Regions from separate parts of the Hordeum vulgare genome. Here region 1 is linked to region 2. A link is a contact called in public Hi-C data. All regions are on one chromosome and are shown on one strand. The core of a region is the stretch at or near the end of the contact, and the rest is flanking DNA. Distances in the headings are between cores, read along the strand shown. Region 1 holds the start of LOC123439946 (AAA-ATPase At3g50940-like). Region 2 holds the start of LOC123443842.

Region 1 (5,128 bases), core at 65-2,564, 330 kb after region 2:
CTTTTTTACGCTGACCAGCAACCCTGTCCATCCTTCCTGATGCTTACAACAATATTATTATTAATGAAATCGGAGCTGTCAAGCCTATTCTTCTCTAATAAGGAGCAACAATCATATGTAATACGACTGTTGTACGCATAGAAGTATGTTTAAAACACAGAGAATTATGTGATGCAGAATGGAGTGCGCAGGCATGCAGCCCATCCATTGGCCCAGCCTACTTCATTAGCTTCCAAAAATCACAAAAAATTGTGTAAAAAGTGAATCACAAACTGAGCTGCTCCTTCAAACTGTCATGTCATGGTGATCTACGCAGGGAAACTGTGGCAAGTGGCAACACATGTTTGTTCTTTCTTTCTTTCTTTTTTAGGGTGGCAACACAACACACACGAAAATGAAATGAAAAACCCCTTCCTTCGCATGCACGATACCTAAATCAATGCAACTCGGGCGTCAACCGTTGTTAGTCAGCAGCAGCCGGAATCTCGCGTATGCCGGGCATGGAAACGTGACGGGGACACAAGACCAAAAGGAAACACGTCGGTTGTGGCTGCAGAAATTTCCTATGGAAACTCGAAGCCAACTGCCGACAGCTACAAGTGGCATACTATTCATCACGCAAACTTGGCCGTCAAGCCTATGAAGACAGTTGTAAACTTGCTTTACCATGCGCACGGTTCCAAAAAAGCATAAAAAACGTCATTATGCGTGTGCAACCATTCCTTGGCAGCATGTTAATCATACATGTGTCCCTCGTGTTGTACACCTTCAACAAATTTGAACAGATTACCCAATACTGTAGCAATAAAAAAGCAAATTCAAACAGGAAATTTGAACTGCTAAAATGACATATACTGTAGTATGGTAGAGTACCTGACAGCACCAAAACAAAAGCATGTGTTTTCACTACCGTACCGGAGGCCTTGGAAACAAATATGCTCATGATTCTCAGGCACATACGTACTACATCATTTGGTTTATCGACAATGCATTCGAGTATCAACAGGTATACTAGTACTAGTACTCAACAGCAGGCATAAAGAGACCTCAAACTCAAAGTGGGGGTCCAGAAGTTAGTCGGTTCTGCTTGCTTTAAGCTTTTTCAATACCCAACCATGGACATTTCTGGCGTTTGTTTTGCACGGCCACCCAAGGAACATGGCCGTGCCATTGAGAAAAAAAACCATCAAGTAGTGCGATGCCATTTTTCTACTTTGGCCAAGGCCTCCTTTCTGGACAACGCACTACCAATCAGACCAGTATTATATAGCTTGACTGACTCACCCGTCACCCAACCATTTCGACGCAAACCAAACCAGCTATAAAACCCCACGCCAGCTAAACGCCCCCATTCAACACCGACCAGCACCATCACTTGGAAGGTTCAAATCTCCCAGCACTACTTGGTCGTGAAGGAAAGTGAGAGGCGAAAGCAGAGGAGGCCTGTAGCCATGGCCTCCTACGACAAGGCCATGGAGTCGTACAAGAAGGCCGTCACCACGGCGGCCTCCCTCGCGGCGTCCGCGATGCTGGTGCGGGGCGTCGTCAATGAGCTGGTGCCGTACGAGGTGCGTGACCTGCTCTTCTCCGGCATGGGCTACCTTCGCTCGCACATGTCCTCCCAGCACACCATCATCATAGAGGAGACCGAGGGGTGGGCCAACAACCAGCTCTACGACGCCGCGCGGGCGTACCTGGCGACGCGGATCAACACCGACATGCAGCGCCTCCGGGTCAGCCGCGTCGATGAGACCAAGAGCATGATGTTCAGCATGGAGGAGGGCGAAGAGATGGCAGATGTCCACGAGGGCACCGAGTTCAAGTGGCGCCTTGTCTGCCGGGACAACTCCAGCGCCAGCAGCAGCAACGGCAACGGCCGTGGCGGCAGCGGCAATTTCAAGCTTGAGGTCCGGTCCTTCGAGATGAGCTTCCACAGAAAGCACAAGGACAAAGCCCTTACCTCCTACCTCCCTCACATCCTCGCCGTGGCCAAGAAAGTCAAGGAGCAGAACAGGACGCTCAAGATCTACATGAACGAAGGTGAGTCGTGGTTTGCCATTGATCTCCACCACCCATCAACCTTCAGCACCCTCGCCATGGATCACAAGCTCAAGCAGTCAGTCATGGATGATCTCGAGAGGTTTGTCAAAAGAAAGGAATACTACAAAAAGATCGGCAAGGCGTGGAAACGAGGGTACCTGCTGTATGGCCCACCTGGGACTGGCAAGTCAAGCATGATTGCAGCAATGGCCAATTACCTCAAATTTGATGTATATGATCTTGAGCTCACTGAGGTCAACTGGAACTCAACACTTCGGAGGTTGCTCATTGGGATGACCAACCGGTCAATTCTTGTCATTGAGGACATTGACTGCACTGTCGAGCTGCAACAGCGGGAGGAAGGTCAGGAGGGCACCAAATCCAACCCTTCAGAGGACAAGGTTAGATAGATACTTGGAATCATACTCCCCTTGCATTGCTTAGTTCCTTAGTTTCCTTTCCATTCTGATGTGTTATGTGCTATCTCCAACAGGTGACACTATCCGGGCTACTCAATTTCGTTGACGGGCTTTGGTCAACAAGTGGAGAGGAGAGGATAATTATCTTCACAACAAACTACAAAGAAAGGCTCGACCCTGCGCTTCTGCGCCCTGGCAGGATGGACATGCACATTCACATGGGGTACTGCTGCCCAGAGTCGTTTCGAATCTTGGCCTCCAACTACCACTCTATAGATCACCATGCCACATACCAGGAGATAGAAGAAATGATCAAAGAGGTCATGGTGACTCCAGCAGAGGTCGCGGAGGTGCTCATGAGGAATGAAGAGACAGACATCGCACTTGAAGGTCTTATCCAGTTCCTCAAGAGAAAGAAAGATGGCGCTGGCAAAATGGAAAATGTGGACCAGGTGGCGAAGGAGGAAGAACAAGAGAAAGAGATGATGACGAAAAGTGATGTCCTAGACAATGAAGATCAGCAAGATGGGAGCAAAGAATGATGCGTATACAGTGTGAGTATCATATAATTAGTGCCAGAAACTTCCAGCAACAATGTATCGTTTTGCTATAATAAGAGATCAATTTTTTGGTAACAATATAAATATCTGGTATTGTGAACAGTTATACTACTCCCTCCGTCCCAAAATTCTTGTCTTAGGTTTGTCTAGAAATGAATGTATCAAAATACTAAAACGTGACTAGATACATTCATATCTAGACAAATCTAAGACAAGAATTTTGGGACGGAGGGAGTATTTGAAAGCATATAAAGCCAGTTATGAACTGAGTATTGGTAGCAATTTCAACGCACAAATACTGTTCAATATAAGCAGTCTACGAGGTTAAAACAATCAATTTTGTCAAGACTCAAACCGAATGTTTTTAGACGAAACTTAGCATGTCTGACTTGTAATAACACATTCCAAATCAGTCTTCAGTACAAGTGTTCACCCCATTTTCATCTCGTAGGTCATATTCAACAATTAGACCAAGATTGTCAACAAACTTGTGATACGCCTGGCACCCTGCGCACTGTGTGTGCAGTGCATGTTAGAAAATAATGAACAGCATATCTCAAAAAATAAATGAGCATAGACATGGTCTTGTTTTAATATTTAAAAAAGGAGCGGTAGGCAGATAAGGTCCTTATTAATATAAGCAAAGCTGCTGGCTGTACAAATTAAGTAAATAAACACACTGAACAATTTACCTGAAGAAAAACTGTTCCTCTTTCATAGGCCACCCTGTTTATCAAACGTTTTGTCCTTGCATCACATTTATTACATGTAAACTGAATAAGCAAGCTTCTTCTAGGAAGCTTTATATCAAAACTAGCTTCCTGCAATATCACATAAGAAATGTATGTTGTTTTAAAGCCATTCCACGTAACCGGTTAATCTGCGGTATGATGCTTCAATTTCAGCGGTAATAGGTAAATGGTGTAAAAAATACAGAATTAATATTCAATCAGAAGTATCACCATTTCAAAGTGACTCGACATCATTGAGAACAAGAGCTATTCCTGTTCAGTTATTCCCACCAGTGTGGCAACACGTGTGTTTTCATACAATATAATTTACTATGTTAGTTTATACTACTATATGATATAAGGATGAATATTTACATCATTAAGCTTTCAGTCTACCCAATTCATCAGGTATTGTTTGTGCCAACTTTTGAAAGGCACATTGCTGCGGCATAATCCGTCATTTTACAAAGCGTAAAAGTACAAGACTGAAAGAATGCAAAAGGTACATCATCTATGGTGTGTTTAGCGTTTCTGTTTGAACTAGAATAAGGTTGCACAAGTGTATTCAACCAGTGATCTCAACTGGTGCATAAAAGGAACTTCTGGCAAACAACGCCTCATTCTAATAATCTGATAGGCTTAAGGTTGATAAACGACGGCCATTATGAACATCGTACATCATTCGGAGTAGTGGTTTGCAAGGTATTGTACACTGCTGCCTCTCGTGACCAGTGAGTTGACACCAGGTTGACACATGGATGATGTTATATGTCCCTGTGTTATGTGGTAAACTTTATTTCAGGCCCAAAGTCCTAGTAATTAGTTAACTACCACAGTAGAGCTATCTATAGTTCATATCTCTGTCAAATCCACACTTGCAGAATCACTAACCATCGTTAACTAGTCCAATTTTCATTAACCATCACGAGCACAAGAGGCAGACAGCACGGAAACCAGTTGAGGGGGGGTGGTTCTCACCGCCGGTGACGCGGCCGAGGAGTCCGGATCAACGTCGCCGGAGCACGCACAGACATACAGTCGCCTAGGACGATATGAAACCCTTAGGCTGCATGGAGCAACACAACCGCTTAGGCATCGCTGAGCTGAATCCGACCCAAGGAGAAATAGTCCGGAGCGTACCTAGGACTAGGAGCGGGAGTTCTGAGCTTGGGAATGGAGGAGGCGAGGTAAGCGGGGGACGGGGGCGAACGAACGGGGAAGGGGCTCCCCCTCCCCGGTAACGACAGCGCCGCCGAGCAGCCGTACCCCGTGCCCGTCGTCGCCATCGGCCGGTGGCTACTGGATTGAGGAATCCTCTTCTCTTCCGTGCCTCCTGCTTTTTTAAAAACAAATTGAGGATTTTCTGGGACCTCCTATT
Region 2 (5,069 bases), core at 393-2,892:
ATGTTTCTTTGTCACCACACCTGTGTCACGAGCTCGGGCATTCTCACTGGATGGTGTAGATGAAGAACTTGCTGCTGATCTGTTTGATTGAGTTGAACTTGTGGAAGATATTGGCTCAACCACCAAATCAGGGTCCTGTGATGAGATGCAAAGAAGGAATGTTAGTAATTTTAACAGTCAATTGTTATACCCTTATTATTTAACTTGGATATGACTCTCAGTTTGAGAAGGTTCAATTGCAATCAGCAAATAAGTTGTAAGGTGAACAAGTAAAACTATCGTTACACTGTCGAGAAGTGGATAGAAACATTAAGGGTGATAACAGAACATACGACCAAATGGAGAACCAGCAAATATGCAAAAGTAATTGGATGGTAGCCACAGAAGAGTCACTTTTCACTAACTAACATGAGTGGTTAAGACTTTCTTTAACGAATACGGTTTGCATCTCTCAACAACAATGCTAGTATTTAGCAGCCAGAAGTTGAACATGTCATCCTTTCGGACAGGAGAGAAAAGCAAGTCGACCATGTAAGATACAAAGGCATAAATGGTTAATAAAAGTAAAACAAACTGTTAATTCTTCGAAAGACTAACTGCACAACTGTGAATGGTGGTGTTGCGGTTAGAAAAAAGCGAGAAGTTCAGACTGTTGATAAGGAAGCTACATCTCCCAGTACTTGCACACAATTTACCAATCCTAATTCTTTTGCATCAACTGATACCATGCAGCATCATAACTCAATCCAAAGGGAACAGCAAGCAACATGCTCAAGGCTAGCATTGGGCTATTGGCCATACAAAGAGATCCACCCTGTCGAAGAAAAAAGTGCAAAGAATTCATGTACCTCCTAGAGGCAAAAACCACGTGAGTATCAGTTATTTCGTCAAAAGAACATACAAATCGGAGGCAGCTAACATTTCGTGTACAAATGAACGGTAAAGCACAGAAGAACGTGTATATGTGTTTATTAAATTAAATTTCGCCACTGAGACACATTTATTATGCCCTAACAACAATCCATGTGGAAGACTAACATGGGCGTGCTGATGTTTGAGCTACATTAAGCCGTATCAATCAGATGAAGCACTCTCATTTCCTCAAGAAGACATTGCAATGCAGTATCAAAGTATAGGCACACCGAGTTTATAAATGTGGGATAGTATAATGAAATACTTTCTTTCTTATTAACAGCCAATTGGATTCTTACAGCATCCAATTCAACGATTAATTCTCCCCGAAATGAACACACCGGAGCTAAGTCAAACAGATCATACTAGCAGTTATCCGCCCAATCCGAAAACCAGGAGAGGCCGTCCTGGGGGGGGGGGGGGGGGGGGGGCTTACGATGTATCGCTGGTAGAACTTGCGCTTGAAGTGATCGACGACGTCGGGGCGGGAGGCCAGGTGGGGCGGGACGAGGACGTTGGACCAGTAGCCCGCCCACCGTGCATCGTTCTCGTAATCGTACGCTCCCGCCCCGATCCGCTTCAGCTTCTGCGGATCCCCGCCGCCATTGCTCGCGTCCGCGTCCGCGTCCGCCTCCCCCATCGCCACGCTGGATCCTCCTGACCCCTCTGGGGTTTGGGTTTGGAGACTCGTGATCCGGGACGAACCGAAGATGAGAGGTGAATGCAGATATTTTCTGTTTTTTTCTTTTTTTTTTTGAGAAACACAGAAATTTTCTGTTGGTGCATCCCAAGTGCGTTGCGAGAGGGACTTTTTTTACCTGGCAACCATATGAATACAGTAAATGTGAACCCATTTACTTTGGGTTATTAAATTTTTTTAAAGCCTTAACTTTTAAATTGTGCGTTCGAATTAAGATCCGTTTTCACGTTAGAACCATCATGGCGTGTTCTTTGAAACTAGATTCCGTATGGATATGTTTTGATGTTTTTTGCATGCAATTTTATCCCCGTTTGATGTAACTGTCCAGTAATCGATGTGCAACTTGCTCACAGTTGATGTGCAACTTTCTCTTTAATCGTAAAGATGCAAACTCAGGTAAACACATTTAATTTCTGTTTTTGCTTTTCTAAAAAAAGTTATAACTTTTGACTCAAATGTCAGAATTATGACCCGCTTTCATTATTGGAATGCTCTTGATGTACCTTTTAAAACTAGATCTTATACGGGTATGTTCCGACGAACTTTATGTATACAATTTATTTTCCGTTTGATACAACTGCCTCGCAGTTGATGTGCAACTGACTAAGAGTCAGTGTGGAACTTTCTCTATACTTGTGGAAGTTTAATATTCATTGATGGGAATAGGTGTGAACACATTAATTTCGGTTTTCATTTTTCTAGTAAAAAATGTCATAACTTTGACTTGTCATCAGAATTAAGATCCACTTTCACCGTAGAAATCCTCGAGAGGTGCTCTTCAAAACTAGATCCCGCATGGGTATGTTTCATTGAACTTTTTTATGCGCAATTTAGTCTTTGTTTGGCGCAACTGTCTAGCAGTTGATGTACAACCAAGTGAAAGTCGATGTGCAACTTTATCCCCTACTGATGGAAATGCTTCTTTTATTGATGACACCTCCACTCCAAACTACTCCCTACAAGTGATATGTGCAACTTTGCCAGATGCTTGGGCCAACTGCCTAGTAGTCGAGGTGCAACTTTCCTCCTCACCGTTGATTGCAGTTTTTACGTTTGATGTCTCGGTCAACTGTCTAACAATGGACGTGCAACTTCAGATGTTGTCCCGACCAACTGCCTAACAATGATGTGCAACTTTTCCCGTAACCAATGAAAGTGTAGTTTTCCCTGCTAGTAACCCGTCCAAATCACCCCCAGTAGTGAGTTATGGAACTTTACCACTATGTCTATATGCAACTTTTCACTACCTCATGAATATACAATTTTCACCATTCAACTATCCTTGCCAATGAGATTTGCAACTTCATAAGTTGCCTCGGCCAACTGCCTAGTAGACTATGTATAATTTCGTCCTTTTCCCCGCCAACTGAAAATACACATCTAAAAGTACGAAGGTAGAGAAGTTGCACATGGAATATTAGGTAGTTGGCTGGAACAATAGACTAAGTTACACATATCGTTGGTAGCATAGATGAGACTGGATCTGCTAGCAGTGAAAACAACACATCCACGGGTAGGGAGGAGGGTTGTACATCGACCACTAGTAGTTAGCCGGAGAAGCGGATTAGTTCCACATCGCGAAAAGTTGGTTGTCATAGTTGTTAGGTTATAACCTCATAGGAAGTTGGATCATGAAGCTTCAAGATTGGTTTTGCGAAAAAACTTGCACCATGCAGTACTAAAGTTGCACCATTTAGTAATAGAGTTGCACCATATAGCATCAAAGTTGGCATCGAAAATATTTTGTCGAAACATACTCGTGCGAGATCTAGTTTGAAAGATCTCGCCGCGAGGATTCCAACAGTGAAAATGGATCCGAATTCCGACGTGTGGTTTGAAAGTTATAGCTTTTTAAATTTTTGAAAACTCAAATAAATGCATCCAAATCTGTTTTTCCAACCGAGCTGACATGTGTGAACACATTTAATGCCAAACATTCACATGGGATAGGAGATAAAGAAATAGACACATGTTGTGTGGCTGCTCGTAATCACCAAATAGTGCGCGCGCACGTTCTAGGTTTTAGGATCTATTAATCTAGGGTCCCGATATTCATCACACGTGTGGCATATTAAACATCCGCCCATATACCTTATGTGGCGTACTCAGGAGTCAGCTCACACGGGTCATGTGTGGACGAACATTAGAACTGCTGACACGTATGGGCGTAGCTACTTCATGTCACACGCCCAACAAGTACTACTCATCCCCACTCGCGCGTGTGGCACGAAGCAAATCTGCCCACACGTTCTAGCGCAGCTACGTTAGTACCCGTGGGATGACACTTTAGTTACCCCCGGGATGACAACTTTAGTTACCCGGGATGACAAATGTAGTTGTAAAAGCATGATAACTCTCTCTGTTTTGGTTAACGATAGTTACCCACGCAATGACACTTTAGTTACCCGGGATAGTTGCCATATGTGTTTACCTAGTTGCTACGTGTGGTCCAACCATAATTGTTATGTATGACTAATCATAGTTTCCATGTGTGTTTACATGGTTGCCATATACGTGCAACTGTAGTTGTCATCTAGTAATGAATTATAGTTGTCATGTGTGTTGCCGAGTTGCCACGTACGCGCAACTGCAGTTGCCATCTAGCAACGTGCGAGCTTCATGTGGGCTAAGAGCAATTTGCGCACACGCGCATGGGTTAGGTGATGATTGTATGGGCAAAACCTGGTTCGCTCACACGGCATAGGTGGCAACCGCGTGCTATGAGTCGTGTGGGCGAACTGTCCAACATCCATATACAAGATGATGCCTACGTGACACTGAAAAATCAGTAGATTCCTTTAGGATTCGTGCAAAACAGAATTAATTTGGATCAATGCATGTAAGTGAAGTACAAACATGCCACACGTGTGAACGTTGCCGTTTGGGTTAATCTATCGATGTGGTCTGCTCCCGAACCAGATGTTTTGGCCGCTCTTCGAGAAATAAAATTTGATACGATCCGTTCACTTAGAGCATTTTGTTTGTCTCAAAAAAACTTAGAGCATTTCGACTTCTCAAAAATAACCTTCGAGTATTTCTAACCCATCCCCTATATGAATTTAGCAGAGTAAATTTGGCTTTTAACTCTAACAGATCCCAAAACTGCTTAGTGGAGTAAAAAATTTACTCCATCCCTAAAGTTTAAAGTATATTTACCTCATTCCTAGGCGGCCGAGTAGAATTGGCTCCTCTCCTCCCCGCCCCTCCTCCTACATAGTCGCCGATGCGGACCCCGCCCTGCCTTGCCCTTCCCCGCCTCTCCGACGGTCGGGCGTGGTGGCCTCCGGTCCCCATCGCTGATCCGCAACACGGATCCGTTCCGCCACGCGCACGGGTCGTGCTCCGCGGGCTCTTCATTGAGTCGTCGTTGCCACTCGCTCGATTCCGCCACTGCGCCTCTACACCAGTTCAAGAACTTCACAGTCCCCCCTCAGGCCCGGCCGCCGAGGAGGACCTA

Evidence for each region. A called contact is a pair of places that touch in the nucleus more often than the background predicts.
Region 1: a contact with region 2 is called in a Hi-C map of seedling, with 5 times the contacts expected there. The contact joins the promoter of LOC123439946 here to the promoter of LOC123443842 in region 2. A contact is called at or near these places in 4 of 6 Hi-C or Micro-C datasets (leaf and seedling).

What each region holds. Positions count from the first base shown.
Region 1 is chr3H:353,686,660-353,691,787 of MorexV3_pseudomolecules_assembly, forward strand. It overlaps LOC123439946 (AAA-ATPase At3g50940-like), which reads left to right and starts at 1,315. Exons shown (of 2, transcript XM_045116561.1): 1 at 1,315-2,441; 2 at 2,534-3,125. The coding sequence starts at 1,452. The coding sequence ends at 3,001. It overlaps LOC123441755, which reads right to left and starts at 5,036. Exons shown (of 4, transcript XM_045118009.1): 1 at 4,891-5,036; 2 at 4,729-4,837; 3 at 3,712-3,840; 4 at 3,429-3,533. The coding sequence starts at 5,036. The coding sequence ends at 3,429.
Region 2 is chr3H:353,351,617-353,356,685 of MorexV3_pseudomolecules_assembly, forward strand. LOC123443842 reads right to left here and starts at 1,643. Exons shown (of 9, transcript XM_045120372.1): 1 at 1,349-1,643; 2 at 21-135. The coding sequence starts at 1,552.